Linked DNA regions of Mus musculus: all the other regions are linked to region 4. The links are chromatin contacts, called in public HiChIP or PLAC-seq, Micro-C and promoter capture Hi-C maps. All regions are on one chromosome and are shown on one strand. The core of a region is the stretch at or near the end of the contact, and the rest is flanking DNA. Distances in the headings are between cores, read along the strand shown.

Evidence for each region. A called contact is a pair of places that touch in the nucleus more often than the background predicts. HiChIP or PLAC-seq counts read pairs in DNA pulled down with a chosen protein or histone mark. Capture Hi-C pulls out chosen DNA fragments and counts their contacts.
Region 1: a Micro-C map of embryonic stem cells shows a contact between it and region 4, with 2.2 times the contacts expected there. The contact joins the promoter of Mink1 here to the promoter of Rabep1 in region 4. A contact is called at or near these places in 4 of 39 promoter capture datasets (cranial neural crest, embryonic stem cells and neutrophils), 2 of 484 Hi-C or Micro-C datasets (cortical neurons and embryonic stem cells), 2 of 115 datasets of contacts at active chromatin or transcription factors (bone marrow-derived macrophages and pancreatic cancer cells) and 2 of 9 other capture datasets (adipose tissue and liver).
Region 2: a contact with region 4 is called in a promoter capture Hi-C map of adipose tissue. The contact joins the promoter of Med11 here to the promoter of Rabep1 in region 4. A contact is called at or near these places in 9 of 39 promoter capture datasets (3T3-L1-derived adipocytes, cranial neural crest, embryonic stem cells and 6 more), 1 of 484 Hi-C or Micro-C datasets (embryonic stem cells), 3 of 115 datasets of contacts at active chromatin or transcription factors (bone marrow-derived macrophages, pancreatic cancer cells and stem cell-derived neural progenitor cells) and 3 of 9 other capture datasets (adipose tissue, liver and pancreatic islet).
Region 3: a promoter capture Hi-C map of liver shows a contact between it and region 4. The contact joins the promoter of Tm4sf5 here to the promoter of Rabep1 in region 4. A contact is called at or near these places in 13 of 39 promoter capture datasets (the 3T3-L1 cell line, 3T3-L1-derived adipocytes, cranial neural crest and 8 more) and 2 of 9 other capture datasets (adipose tissue and liver).
Region 5: an H3K4me3 HiChIP or PLAC-seq map of embryonic stem cells shows a contact between it and region 4, with 22 read pairs. The contact joins the promoter of Pld2 here to the promoter of Rabep1 in region 4. A contact is called at or near these places in 16 of 39 promoter capture datasets (the 3T3-L1 cell line, the C10 cell line, the HPC-7 cell line and 11 more), 2 of 115 datasets of contacts at active chromatin or transcription factors (bone marrow-derived macrophages and embryonic stem cells) and 1 of 9 other capture datasets (liver).

Annotation. Positions count from the first base shown.
Region 1 is chr11:70,561,448-70,564,147 of GRCm38.p6, reverse strand. It overlaps Mink1 (misshapen-like kinase 1 (zebrafish)), which reads right to left and starts at 1,267. Exons shown (of 33, transcript NM_001045964.1): 1 at 1,022-1,267. The coding sequence starts at 1,078.
Region 2 is chr11:70,450,548-70,453,247 of GRCm38.p6, reverse strand. It overlaps Med11 (mediator complex subunit 11), which reads right to left and starts at 1,330. Exons shown (of 3, transcript NM_025397.3): 1 at 1,185-1,330; 2 at 910-1,040; 3 at 1-146. The coding sequence starts at 1,269. The coding sequence ends at 9.
Region 3 is chr11:70,503,855-70,506,612 of GRCm38.p6, reverse strand. Tm4sf5 (transmembrane 4 superfamily member 5) reads right to left here and starts at 1,339. Exons shown (of 5, transcript NM_029360.3): 1 at 1,109-1,339. The coding sequence starts at 1,282.
Region 4 is chr11:70,843,423-70,846,122 of GRCm38.p6, reverse strand. It overlaps Rabep1 (rabaptin, RAB GTPase binding effector protein 1), which reads right to left and starts at 1,362. Exons shown (of 18, transcript NM_019400.3): 1 at 1,115-1,362. The coding sequence starts at 1,148.
Region 5 is chr11:70,538,984-70,541,683 of GRCm38.p6, reverse strand. It overlaps Pld2 (phospholipase D2), which reads right to left and starts at 1,412. Exons shown (of 25, transcript NM_008876.3): 1 at 1,070-1,412; 2 at 730-839; 3 at 491-621; 4 at 245-387. The coding sequence starts at 838.

The sequences.
Region 1 (2,700 bases), core at 18-2,517, 280 kb after region 4:
GAGGTGGGGAATCCTGCTCTAGCTACACCTACGCCGCCGGTTGGGAAAGCTCACCGGGCATGGAATCAAAACACCACCTGGGAGACAGTCTGGAATGGTTCACCTTGAAATTTCTATGTTGCCCTTAAGACAAAGCTGCCCGCTAGAGAACACTTACAAATGCTGAACTGAAAATTCCGGGAGGAGAGAGAGTAAGTGCCCCACGTGGAACAATAAATGGGTTATTTGAAAGCATTCCTGACACAGTTGTTTCCTCTTAACCGCTTCCCTAATGAACCCCTCCCTCCAACTCTCCTTTGCCTCCACTCCCACTAGTTCCCTCCCTACTGACCTCAGGCAGCGTGTTGTGTGTGCGTGTGTGTTTGTGTGTGTGTGTGTGTGTGCTTGTACATGTATGTAAACATCGTCTTCCGGCCCGAGTTTCCGAGGAAATCCAGGCTTCCCTTCCTCCCACTGTGCACTTGTCTGTCCTCCCAGCCCCACGCGGCTGCAGAGTTAGTAATGTAATATTCAGGGACCCCGAGACCGGAAATGCCTGGGTCTGAAAAGCTGCACTTGAAACACGAGAAAAGGGATAGGGAAAGTGAACGTGGGATGGAGACGTAGGAGGTGTGTGGGGTGGAGCGAGGAGGTGAAATCCGCCCAACTTGCAATTTAGGGGTAGGCGAGGAAGAAAACGAGGGATGAGGGGGAGGCTGAGGCAGTTGCAAAGTCAAAATTCCAGGAGCCAGAAGAGGAGGTGGAGGAAGCAGACATGAGGGCCGAGAGAGGGGGGACACAAGAAAGGCTCTGCAGGTGATGCAGGGCTGTGTTTAGGGACACCAGAGGTGACCCTCAAACGCCTATAAAGGAGGGGACTCGGATCCCAGCAGCAAGGTAGGGGTGGCACGCAAGTGTGGGGGAGGGCAGCACAGGGTGGGGACCAAACTGGCTCCCAGAATCTCCAGAGGGCGAACCCCCGGGCGGCGAGAGCTCGGGGTAAGGGCAGGGGTCGCGGGCGCGAGGCTGGGGTGGTGCTCACCCGCAGGGCAGACAGGTCGATGTCGTCCAGGCTGCGGGCGGGGGCTGGGTCGCCCATGGCCGCCGCGGGGCCACTCACGCTCCGGCTCGCTCACTCCGCTGCCGCCGTCGCCGCTTCTCCCCCATCGGGGGACTCGAGGGGCGGGCTCCACCGCGCCTGCCCCGAAGGCCGGGGAGGGGGAGGGCCAGCGGGAGGACCGACCCAGCGGCTGACAGGCGCTCTCACCCGCGCGCCTGCAACCCGAGTCGCCGGCTGCCCTGCGCACGCGCAGAGCCGACCGTGACGCGAACGCGCCGGGCGCCCCCTCCTGCGGGGCGCCGACACCTGCGCGCAGGCGCAGGAGAGCGGGCGGAGGGCGAGCGCGGACCCAGTCTCGCTAGAGCCTGGAGTGGAAGGAGCGCGACCACCCGCTGGTGCGCGTGCGCATACACCTTCCCTTCCTTTTCCCCCTTTTATTATTGTTGCCTCCTCTCCTCTAGTTCCTTCGTTGATCTTTATTTGACTCCTTTTCTTCCCTTTCCCTCTTTCGTGTGCCCAGCTGCCAATCAAACCACCTACCTCTCGATTTGCGGGGGAAGGGAGGCGGGACCCAACCCCCTCTATTACTAGGGGGGTTGTTATGGTAACTCCCCACGCGAGGGCTGCTGGCCTCTAGATAGGACGTGCTGTCCACCCACCCAATTGCCATGGTAACAGTGGAGCCGCTGAAGGAGGGGCCACTCCGTGAGAACTTGGCTGGAGAAACCACGTGGGAGGGAAGGACGGGGCTACTGTCTGCCCTTTACTCCCTTTCTAGGCTGGAGTGGGGATGTTGGGAGCAGATAGGCACTCCTACTGCACACGTCTGTATCTGCTTCTCTTAGCACAGTGTTCTGCAGGAAAGAACTATCCCTGGAGTTGCTAGTGGTAAAGCAGAAGAAACTGTATCCAATCCCTTCAAATGTTTTTCCAGCTCCTCAGATCTACTCCTGTTGGCACAGCACCTCCAGCCGGTTAGTCTCACTAGAGGATGGGTGAGGCTTTGTAACTATAGACAGACATGTTCTGCCACTGACTAATGTGTTGTCTGACCCTGAGCAAGCAAATTTGCCTCTGGGCTTTTCTTTCTCTATGAAGTTGAGGGGAGAAGGTTCTGAGTTTTCAAGAGCTCTTCCAACACTAACACTCCCTCTGAAAATGAATATAAACATTGCTTAGGTGAGCTTGAATTCTCTGGAGGCTTCTTGGCACATTTGGGTGCACATTCAAACTTGCTCCGGGTACTCTCCTGACTCATTTACCTTGCCCCTGATATGCAAGCCACAATCCCCATTTGGCCTTCCCACATGGCCTCTCTGCCTGGCACCTTCGATTAAATTCTTCATTATCCAGAAGTGATTTTTTTTTCTAAAACTTAAATCTGGCATCATTGTCCTGTTTAAAACGGTTTTCTGAACCCCACCATTCAGGAAGCTGAGGCAGGAGGATTACATTTTCTATTAGCCTGGACTATAAAATGACAGGGGGAAAAAAAAAAAAAACAAAATGAGAAAAAAAAAAAAAAAAAAAAAAAACACCGTTTGATGACTCCCACTGCCTTGTGGGTAGTGATATCAAAGACTTTCAAGATTCTGCTGTTTCTTTGACCTTATGTATATATATTTTTCTTTTCTGGTCTTATGTTCTAATAAACCATACTT
Region 2 (2,700 bases), core at 81-2,580, 390 kb after region 4:
ATCCGAACTCAGTTCTCCAGCATCTGCTCACAGGTTCTCGCCACATCACTAATCTTGAGGCGGGCGTAGTCTACTCGCTTTAGAGCCATTTGACAGTCCTTCCTGGAAGAGTAGCTGGAGCCCTCATGCGGCTGCCCTGTGGCCACCTACAAGTCAGATCAATCAATGGGGTACTGCCTCTCTTTACCACCCACAACCGGGCAGTATTATTTCTCTGGTCTCACATCTTTCCCAAGTTTGATCTACATTAGTTGACTGGTAACTCAGTGTTCTAAGGCAACAACAACAACAACAAAAAAAAAAAAAAAAGAAAAAGCTTAACCACTGTGTGAACCTCATCTATGAAATAGGGACCACAGCGAATACTTCCTAGAGTTTTAGGATATGCCCAGCACACCACAGATGTCAGTAAACAGTAGCAGCTGGAGTAAAGACTCTGGAAGCCTCTTAGCGATGTCTGTCTTCTTAGTCCCCAAGCAAATATGGCCTCACAAGTTTCTGGGAACAACGTTCGGTAGCTTCAGTATTTATTTATTTATTTATTTTTATTTATTTATTTCAGTACCTGGGCCTCTTTATGGTAGGTAAGTGCTCTAACACAGAGCTCCAACTCTCTTTCTGACCTACTGGGTCTGAATTGCCCAGACAAGTTTTGAACTTGTGATCTTCCAGCCTCAGGCACTTAAGTAGCTCAGAATACCGGCCTGTGCCAGCTGGTATGCCTAGGGTATTGTTTATACACCCTAGACATTTTTAATCCTTTCCTTTTAGAGGACTAAACCAGCCCTGAAATGAAAGTACCTATCGCGTAAGAGGCAGTCTTACCTAGCTAAAGCTCAGGGAATCCCCAAGGCTAGGGCGTTGGTTCAGAGCTGGGGTCCCCGCCCAGCACCTTCTAGACACACCCACCTGAGTGAGGTAGCGGATTTGAGCGGATAGCTCTGCCTCCACGTGCTGCACAGAAGTGGTGAAGGCTGCCGCCTGCCGGTCGAGGAGCCGCTCGTTAGTCTTTTCCTTGGACAGTTCCAGGATCGCCGTTCCTGCCAGGGCGGGGAGAGGGCGATGTCAGACCCAGGCTTCAGACTCAGCCCCGCCCTAAGGCTAGCATTCAGGTCCCGCCCCAACTGCACGCAGAGTCCCGGGCTGGTCTTCACCCCTTGCCGTCTGCCCCTCGCTTCCCGAACCTGCGTTCTGGAGGATGGCGCCGATTTCACGCTCGATATCCTCCAGGGCGCGCAGCCGCTCGTTCGCCAGACTGTAGGTAGCCATCGTTCCAGTGGAAAGCCCCACAGGCCGTCTTTTGCGAGGTGTGGCGCCACAGCCCGGAAATGCCTGTTAATGTGCGCCTGCGCAGAGGCCACTGCAGCGAACACTACAATTCCCAGGATGCTCAGCGCGGCCTCGCCCTTCCGAGTCTACCTGGTCTAGTCTGACTGCCAGGGCGCTAATGCCAGGCCAGACAGGGGTGGAAAGAGGCGGTTATTGACTTGTTTTCTGACAGGATCTCAGTTTAGACCAAGTTGGCCTGGAACTCATAGAGATCCTCTGGTGTAATAGGTCTGTCAAAAATGAAGATAGTTTAAAGAGATACTTGTATCTCTTCAGTCTTGACTATCAGAACTTGTCTTCCAGAAAGAGATTTTACACAGTTCTAACAACTTGTCAGACCACTTTACAGGATGAGACTGAAGCCCAGATAATGAATAGTCAGTGATGGGTGTGACCACACACCTTGACTGAGGGTGGGGGTGCGGGTGGGGGTGGGGTACTTAGATGTGCACAACCTTGCTCTATTTAAACTTTGATGTTGCGTTAGCACCCTGAAGACTGACTTGAGGGGGCTTGCCGGATCTCTTTGTCACTCTTCCCAATGTGGCCACATTGGATACGTCTCCTTTTTTAACTTTCCATTTTTAATTGGCTTATTAAAGAAGGGTGGCCAGACATGACTTGGGCACTAGTCTTCCCCTCACCCCCTTCCCCACAAATTGAGTATCACTGCCTCTGCCTCCCTAAATACTGGGATTAAAGATATGAGCCACCACTGAAACAGCCCTGTGGCCCAAAGCCACTCAGACCTCTCTGATTTAGTTAACTGTCTGACTTACTGAATTTATAAGAATTTATTATTAAGCATTGGCCCTGGGCCAGGTGATGACAGTGGGAGTTCAAGTGGGTTCCTCCATACTGGGTAGTCATGGGCTCTTTGGTGGCCAACCTCTCCCAAGGAAAGCATGACATTCTCCGTGCCTAAGGCTTCTTCCTGATCCTGAGCCCAGCTCATTCTCATGTCCTGGTTCCTTCCCTCGACCTTTCTGTCTTTGATTATCAATTAGGTGTGCTAGGCTCTATGGATATAGAGATAAATGAAATGTTCTCTCACTCAATGGTGTTTGTTAGCTTATTTTATTTTATTTGGTTTTTTTGAGACAAGGTTTCTCTTTGTAGCCCTGGTTGTCTTGGAACTTGCTCTGTAGGTCAGGCTGTCCTCGAACTCACCAAGATCCGCCTGCCTCTGTCTCCTGAGTACTGGGATTAAAGGTGTGCATCACCACTGCCCACCAAGATTTATTTATTTAATTTGGTGAGTAAGGGTATTTTGTATCTGTATGTGTGTCTGTGAGTGATGTGCATGCATTGCTCATGGAGGTTAGAGAGGACATTGGATTGTTTAGAACTGGAGCTGTAGGCAGTTTTGAG
Region 3 (2,758 bases), core at 90-2,589, 340 kb after region 4:
TGGCCAGCAGAGGGGACCAAAGTGCAACTTCTCCCAGAGAAGTTCAACAGCAAGCAAGTTGTGCTAAAGGTGGGAAACCGTGCTAGGTCGATCTCTGTCTTTATCCCATGCTACACTGGGTTAACCAGTCAAAAGTTCCCCCAAATGGTCAGGCATGTATGTGAAAGGTTCAGGCAGGAAGACTTCAAGTTCAGACTGGGTTATAAAATGATTCCCCGCTGGCTTGATATACTATCAGGATGTTGTTTCTAAATAAACAAACAAAAAGTAAAAAAATGAAAAAGAAAGTTCTCTAAATGGAAGAGAGTTGGAAGATGGGGAAAATCTAGATAGAATATTTGTGGTTTTCTTTTCCTCACTTTTTTTTTTTTTCTTTTTCAAGTAAGGGTTTTTCTGTGTAGCCCTGAAACTTCCTCAGTAGACCAGGCTAGCCTCGGAGATTCAATTGCCTCTGTTTCTGGATTGCTGGGACCAAGGGCGTGCACTATCACACCTGGCTCTTCTCTCCCTAGTCTGCAGGAAGACTGGGACATTTACTCTAAAATACCGACAACCTGGGTCCAGAATTGTATTCTGAGCACTTAACTTAGTACAGACTGGGGATCCTAGCAGACAGGCTGAGAAGGAACAGCTATGGAAGAGAGGGAAAGCAAGCATGGAGTTGGCTGGTGGAGTGTCTAATCTGAGATATCAACCTGGGCTGCAGAGGTTGCTCTGGGCACCCACCCTTGCCCGTTATGACACTGCCCTGAAACTTCCCACACAACTAGCCTTTATCCTCATAATGAGGTGTTTTTTTGTTTTTTGTTTTTTGCATATGTTCAGTAGTAGAGGCAAGGAGAGGCACAGAGAACTTACTCCCACCTAGTAGAGAAGTCCTTCCTTTCCCACATTCCTCAGACACTCAACTCAGGACCCTATGGCTCCTCCAGGACCCTCTACAGAATGGTCACTATATGTGAGCTGATGGACAGACCCCTAATCCCCATCAGACCCTTGCCATTTCATCCAGAGCCAAACGAGTCCTTTCCCCTCTTTTCTTCTCGGTTCCATCCCTGGTCCCTTAGCTCGGTACCCAGGTCCCTGGCTAGCGCTCCAGCATTCTCACCATCAGGCCCCCTCCAATGAAGCCACCCATGAGCCAAACTTGCAAGCTGAGGTTGCCGTCCGTCCAGGTGGTCTTCCCATCAGGTACCAGCAGGAGGGCGTTGGCCACGATGCAGACCAGGGAGAGAGGGATGAGGGAGAGCCCCAGGCAGCGCGCACACTTTCCAGTACACATGTCTGAGGCTTCCAAACAGGCAGGAGCGGAGTGAACGTGAGCAGGGAAGGAAGTGCCAGGCTCCGGAGTTAAACAGGTGGGAGGCTTGGAGCAAAGGTCTGAGGAGAGGAGTGGCTGGTAGACTCGCAATGATAAGAGAGAGGCCCTGAGGAAGTGGAGGGGCTGCAGCTGGAGAGGTGAAGAGAGGGGTGTGGCAGTAGGCGCTGCGGGAGCTGATTGTACAAGGGAAGGTGACTGGGGTCAGCGTCTTCCTCCTTGGTCTGTGTACACCTTTGTACAGCCCCTCCTTGTCTACTTGAAGACTCAACTGAACCCATCACCCCTGGAAGTCTCAGTTGTTACCATCTGTGGAAAAGGTTGGCTGAAGCCACTTGCCCAGAGAGCTGTTGTAAGGATTCGATGGGTTAGAAAGCCTTGTCAATGAGGAAGTGTGGGACAGATGTACGGTGGCCCCATGATTTCTGTCCCACAGGGAGAGGTCTTTTTCTGTAAAGAAAGTAAAAAGACTACAGTGGAGTCAGGCAGGGCTCACCCCAGTAACTGAGCTATTCAGAAAAAGTGTGTTTGAGATCCACCTGGGTGTACTAGATGGTTTTGTGTGTTACATTGACACAAGTTAGAGACATCACAGAGAAAGGAGTTGAGAAAAGACCTCCATGAGATCCATTGTCTCAATTAGTGATCGTGGGGCAGGGCCCAGCTGTTGGTGGGTTGTGCCGCCTCTGGGCTGATGATCCCAGGTTCTATTTAAAAAAAAAAAAAAAAAAGCAGTGGGCAGTGGTGGCTCAGGCCTTTAATCCCAGCACTTGGAATGCAGAGGCAGGCGGATTTCTGAGTTTGAGGCCAGCCTGGTCTACAGAGTGAGTTCCAGGACATCTAGGGCTACACAGAGAAACCCTGTCTCGAAAAGCAGGCTGAGCAAGCCATGAGAAGCAAGCCAGTAAGCATCCCTGTGGCCTGTGTATAAGCTTCTGCTTCCAGGTTCCAGCCCTGCTTGAGTTTCAGTCCTGATTCCCCCAATGGTGGACTATGATCTGGAAGTGTAAGTTGAACAAACCCTTTTCTCCATGTTGAGGCCTGCTCCTTTTAACATAACTGCAGCCATTTTGTATTCAGTCTCCATTTTGCCTTTTTTTTTGTTTTTTTGTTTTTTTGTTTTTTTTTTTTCGAGACAGGGTTCTCTGTATAGCCCCGGCTGTCCTGGAACTCACTTTGTAGACCAGCCTGGCCTTGAACTCAGAGATTCACCTGCCTCTGCCTCCTGAGTGCTGGGATTAAAGGTATGTGCCACCACTGCCCAGCTCTTAAATTTTGTTTCTGCGCGCCCTTTTCTGTTTCTCAGAGTGGACTCTGTCTCTGGTGATACAGTGATGGCTATATGAGCCAAGATGGTCCCATTTTCTTTCTATTTAATTTCAGTTTTATGTGTGTGAGTATTTTGCCCACATGCATATCTGTGAAGCACTTGTGTGCCTC
Region 4 (2,700 bases), core at 113-2,612:
AACCTCCTGAGCCAACCACCACATCCCAACATTCTACTTACAGGTAAAGATGCTAAGCACAAAAGCCAATTAGAAAAGTACACCTGAAAGAACTTTCCCAACTAGATACAGTAAGATCTTGCCAAGGACGGAGCACATTCTTTCCAAACATAACTCCCGGTTGACGACAACAACACCTGAAACAATGTGGTCAAAACTCTGGGGCAGAGCTCAGTCGGTTTAAAGGTCATAAAGGGTTCTAATAACCATCATGGCTTATTTAGAACAAGGCCCTTTTTTTCTTCCAATATGAGCATTATTAAGACAGTCTGTCCTGCACGTCTAAGTCTTGGCTACTCAGGAAACTGAGGCAGGATAGCTCAGGAGTTTCAGGTCATCATGGTCCACAAAGTGAGACCCCATCGCTTGAACGGTAGAGACGGAATGGAGAAGACGATTGACTCCTCGATTTCGGCCCACTCGAGCACCTTTTCATCCCTAACACTCTCGAAATAATACTAAACTATCCTTTTACAGATGAACGTTGCCATCTTTATCGCCTGGCCCAAGACTTGCCCATCTTTCTCGATAAAGAGACATGAATCAAGCGCTCTTCGTTCGTCAGAAACTGAGGCCCTAAGAGACTAAGATATGAGCCCGGCCTTACCATGAAGCAACACAACCACTCAAAAGAATGCTACCCAATGCTTAGGATCACAGTTACTTTTACAAGTCCGGTGCAAAGAGCGCTGGAGCGTGGCCTGAGGAGGCGGGAGCGGAGGTGGGGCGAGAGGGCACACGGCCACTACCAAGGCGAGGGCTCGCGTTTTCTTTAAGGAATATAGCACATGCTCTCCATTTCCATCCTCCCCACCCGAGGAACCCACGTGCTGATCCCACCGCACCTTCCTCTCCGCCGGCTCCCTCCCTGCAGCCTCCCCACGCCCTTCCCCGCGGCCGCCCGCGCGCGCCTCCCTCTCCCTCCCCAGCCCGGCTGCCCCAGCACGCGTCGCCCGCGCGCCCCCGCCTCCAGTCCGTGGGTCACCCCCGGGCCCGCGCGCGTGCCCTTCCTGCCCCCAAGGGCCCCCACGACGCTGCGCCGGGCAGGCCGCGCCCGCCATGGTGGGCGCCTCACCGTCAGGCTGGGGAGCCGGGCCCGGCTGCGCCATGGCCAGTGGGCGGCCTCGGAGAACGGGGATGGGCGGGGAAGCGGCGTCCCGGGATGCCGCGGGCTCAGCTGGCGGAGGAGGCGTCGACCGAGCCGCGGCCACCGCCGCCCAGGGAGGAACCGCTAAGGCTGGAGCCGCCGGCGCCGCCACAGCCTCGGGCAGAGACGGACCGGAGCGCCGACCTCCGCCTCCTCATCCTGACAGCGGGAAATAAGCAGTGCGCAGGCGCGGGGGGATGGGACGGCACGTGACGCTGGCCTAAGGGAGGGGCGGGGCCTCAGGAGGGAGGGAGACCAGGGAGGAGGGGTCCGGGGCCTGGGAGCCAGAGGGAGGCTGATGAGAGAGCTATGGGTGTTGGAGACTGGCGGCTGCAAAGACGAAGACTGTGCAAGCTCTTGGCTCCCAGGACACAGACAAAAATATCAAGCTGAGTGAGGAGACCCTGGGTGCACGCGAACCCAGCCGCTACTTTGCCTAGTTGTGTGTCCTTGAGAAAGTCCCTTAACCTCATAACCTTGAAAAGTAGAGCGGCTAAGAAAAGTTTAAATGAGGATATAAAGTAGGAAGAATTGTTATGGCCAGAACTTGGTCTGGTCCCCAGATGTGCAAGCCAATGCACTTTTTCCATTAAGCGACTATGTTTGACTTTAACGTGATCAGCCCAGAGAAGCTGTTGGAGATACAGCCAGACGCAGTGCTTGCATTCTTGACAGGAGAAAGTGCCACCCTTCTGCCTGGGCAAGAGAGCCATACGGAGACTCCAGACTTTCCTTTCCAGCCTCATTCAGACCTTGCTGCCTTCCTAGGGCAAGGGGTCTACACAGTCTGGCACTTCAGGACCAAGTCCACCTGCCTTCCTATGAGCCCAGAATTCCCTCCCTGGGTAGCTGAAGCTGTAGTCTCTCATTTTTCTATAAGACAGGGTGTAAACGTTTCTCAACGTGCCAGAGGGCAGCTGCATTTGGAGGAGGTGGCACAGCACTTACACATTTGAGCTGCTCTGTGTGTTCACAGATCCTTCGTGGTGCAAGACAGGTGAGGAAAGAAGGAAGACAAGCAACAGACCAGGAGCCCAGCCAGGGCTTACGCTCCTCTCACCAGCTTATTCAAGTGCACATACCCCCAAAGGCCAGGGATCTATGCTAGTCTTTTTTTCTCCCTCCTGCAGTCCTGGGGATTTAACCTTAAGCATAGTAGGCAAGCACTCCACTACTCAGCTATAGCAATAGTTCTTGTTCTGTTTTTTTAATTTTGAAACACCCTCTCCCTAAATGGCCCAGGTTAGCCTTGAGTCTGCAATCCTGCTTCATCCTCCTGAGAAGCTGAGATTTCAGGGTTGGACCACTACTAGGTCCTACTTTTTCTTTTTCTTTCTTTCTTTCTTTCTTTCTTTCTTTCTTTTTCTTCTTCATTTATTCTGATTCTAAAAGTTCTAAGCTCAAGTCTGCTCCAGAGTCACTGCAGATGCCTACATTCAAACCATAATAGTCATTAATGGTTTGACTTTAGTCAAAGTAGAAGACTAGGCTCTAGTAAGGTTCACAGTTCTTTG
Region 5 (2,700 bases), core at 163-2,662, 300 kb after region 4:
TGGGAGGAGGGGGTTGCTAAGGACAATTCTGGGCATCCAGCCTGGCTAAAATATTGGCACAGTACTATGGAGGAGATCCAAGCAGGGAAAGTTTCCTGGGAACCAGGGACAAGGGAGGGGGCACGGCACAGAGCTGAGGAAGGAAAATGCCCAGGGGATAAGAGTCAGACAGACAGGAGTGAGTGAGGCTGCCATGGGGTGAGAAGTACCTGCCTTTCACGGGAAGCAACCGAGTTCTACTCACCGAGCCAAAGGGAGCAGACTCATCAAGACTTTGTGTCTCTGGAGGTCCCGATGCAGCTCCTGAAAGTGTCGGAACTTCTTCTTGGTTGTCCAGGTAAAGTCACCATGCGTCAAGCGAACAGAATATAGAGTACAGGTTCCCACCTGGGGATATGAAAATCTAAAATATGTCTTCTGGCCCAACCCAGGCCTCCACTTGGGCCAGGACTCCCTCTCTCGCCTTCCCTGGTATCCGCTGGTGACTGACCTTGGATCCGCTGGTGTATCTTTCGGTGCCCACCACCTGGGCTATAACAGGGACCCCAGGGGCGAACACCAAGGGGTGTGCTTTCAGAGGCTGAAGGTCATAGATGGCCAGATAGGGATGCATTCGATCAGCTGGGAGGGGAAAAAAGCAAAACAAAAACAAAACAACCCAAGGGTGTAAAGATCTCAGGAGGCCTCAGATCCCTATCTCCCCTCTCTGGGAGCCATCTCCCTCTATACCTGGATCCTCTCCTTCCCTCAGAGTGTCAACCTCATCTGGCTCCATGTGCAACTGGCTGGAGTTCAGATAGTCCCCATAGGGAAAGAGGTTCTTCTGGGTTACAGTCATCCTAGGAATATGAGGAAGCCTCAGGAAGGGACTCGCCCTACAGAAACACCCCTTCCCCATCCAACGCCCCCGGTCGGTCCTCTCCCGTCTTACTCAGTGACTCTCAACGTCTAGGGTTGTAGACCGACGCCCCTCTAACACCCACCCCTGCAACCTCCATTCCCTCCCCCAGCCTTCAACCAGAGCCTCTCAGCCCCGCTTCTCATTCCAAATTCAGGTCCAAAAAAGCACCTAGCTAAGGTGGGATGGCCTCGAACTGGGGCGAGGTTAAGTCCAAGGGAGGAGCCCTGGTGACAGCGAGGCTCGAAGTCAGGTCAGACTGGCTGGAAGCAAGGGTCCGGGCGGGAATGAGGAAGTTGCGCGCTCCCCGCCCAGGAGAGAGATCCCGAAATCTGGACGAGCGGCTGAGTCAGAAGGCCGTTGCAGCTCCAGCCCGACAGCGTCCCCGCCCGGTTCCCGGGGCTCCGGACCTCAGCCGCGCCACGTCCCGGGCCCCCGCACCCTGGATGCGGACCCCGGCGCCCGTGCGGGTTCGCAAGCAGGCAGAACTCAGCCAGGAGCCTACACCCCAGAGGGCCGGGGCGGGGCCGGGGTTCAGAGCCTGCCCTCGGGGGGCGGGAAGGCCCCCAGGGCTCACCTCCACGACTGTCGCGTCGACTGGGTCCCGCCCCCGCCGTCCTCTGCCCGCCCTGCGTTAGAGACGCCCGGGCCCGGGCCGCCCACTCCGGAGGCCGCCCACTCCCCAGGGCTGTCTTCTTCCTCCAGCTGCCCTCGGGGCACCTGCTGGCTATGTCCAGCACCCCCCAGTGTGCGATCCACGTAGTGCACATTCCTCTACTGCGCGCGCGCGCGCGCGCGGCCATTGGGTAGTCTGGTCCCCAGCACTGCCTGGAATCCGGGCAGAACGGCCTGGGTTGCGAGGACCTGCAGATGTCCCCTTGGTGGGCCCGGTACAGATAGCCTTTGTTGATGGAAGGTAATAAGAGCATAAAAAGCCGAGTGACTGCCAAGTTCGTTGCTGTATGAGAAATCGCATTCTTCATTCTTGAAACGCTCTTTTAACGCAGGAGTGATTAGCCCGACACTGAGCGACAATAACAGACCAATTTCGGAACCTGGAACCTAATCGCCTGTAAATTTCAGTCTGGAAAAAACTTTTTTTCCCCAGATCCTAAAGGCTGTCCTTTTTTTCCCTTCCAAATTTCCGCTGAATCATCATTTGAATTGTTTTAGGTTTTGTTCACTGGAAATGAACCTCCAATAAACATTTATGTGCCAGTCATTTTTGTGGACTTATTATTTTAATTCCTCTTCTGTAAACAACTAGAGTGGAACTACTGGGTCATATAAGTGTATGTTTAACTTACTGTTTGCTGTCGAGGTCTGGGCTTGGCAGTTTGTAGCTCAGCAGCACAGAGAATTGGAGAGAGTATTGTGAAGCTTGGGCATTGAGACCAGCTGAGGCTACACAGCAAAACACTGCTGAAAAAACAAACCCCGGGGCTGGAGAGATGGCTCTGTGCATGAGCTGAGGACCTGAGTCTGATTCCTAGCACCCACATGGCTGCTCACCAAGCAGTCCCCAGGGGATCTGATGTTCTCTTCTTGCCTCTGTGGCCACTGCACACACAAAACATTTATACACACAAAGCCAAAATAGAGAAAACAATTAAATACAAAAACTTTCCAAAATGGCTCTTCTATTTTATATTTCTAAAAACCAGTGTATGGTACTTCTGTTGTAGCTGCTCCATAGCACGGTGCACATTCAATTCCATAGATCCTTCCTGTTATCCATTAGAGTGGTCTGAAAGGTTTACCACTGCAGTCTTAATTGTACATCTCTGAATATTAACAGCGTT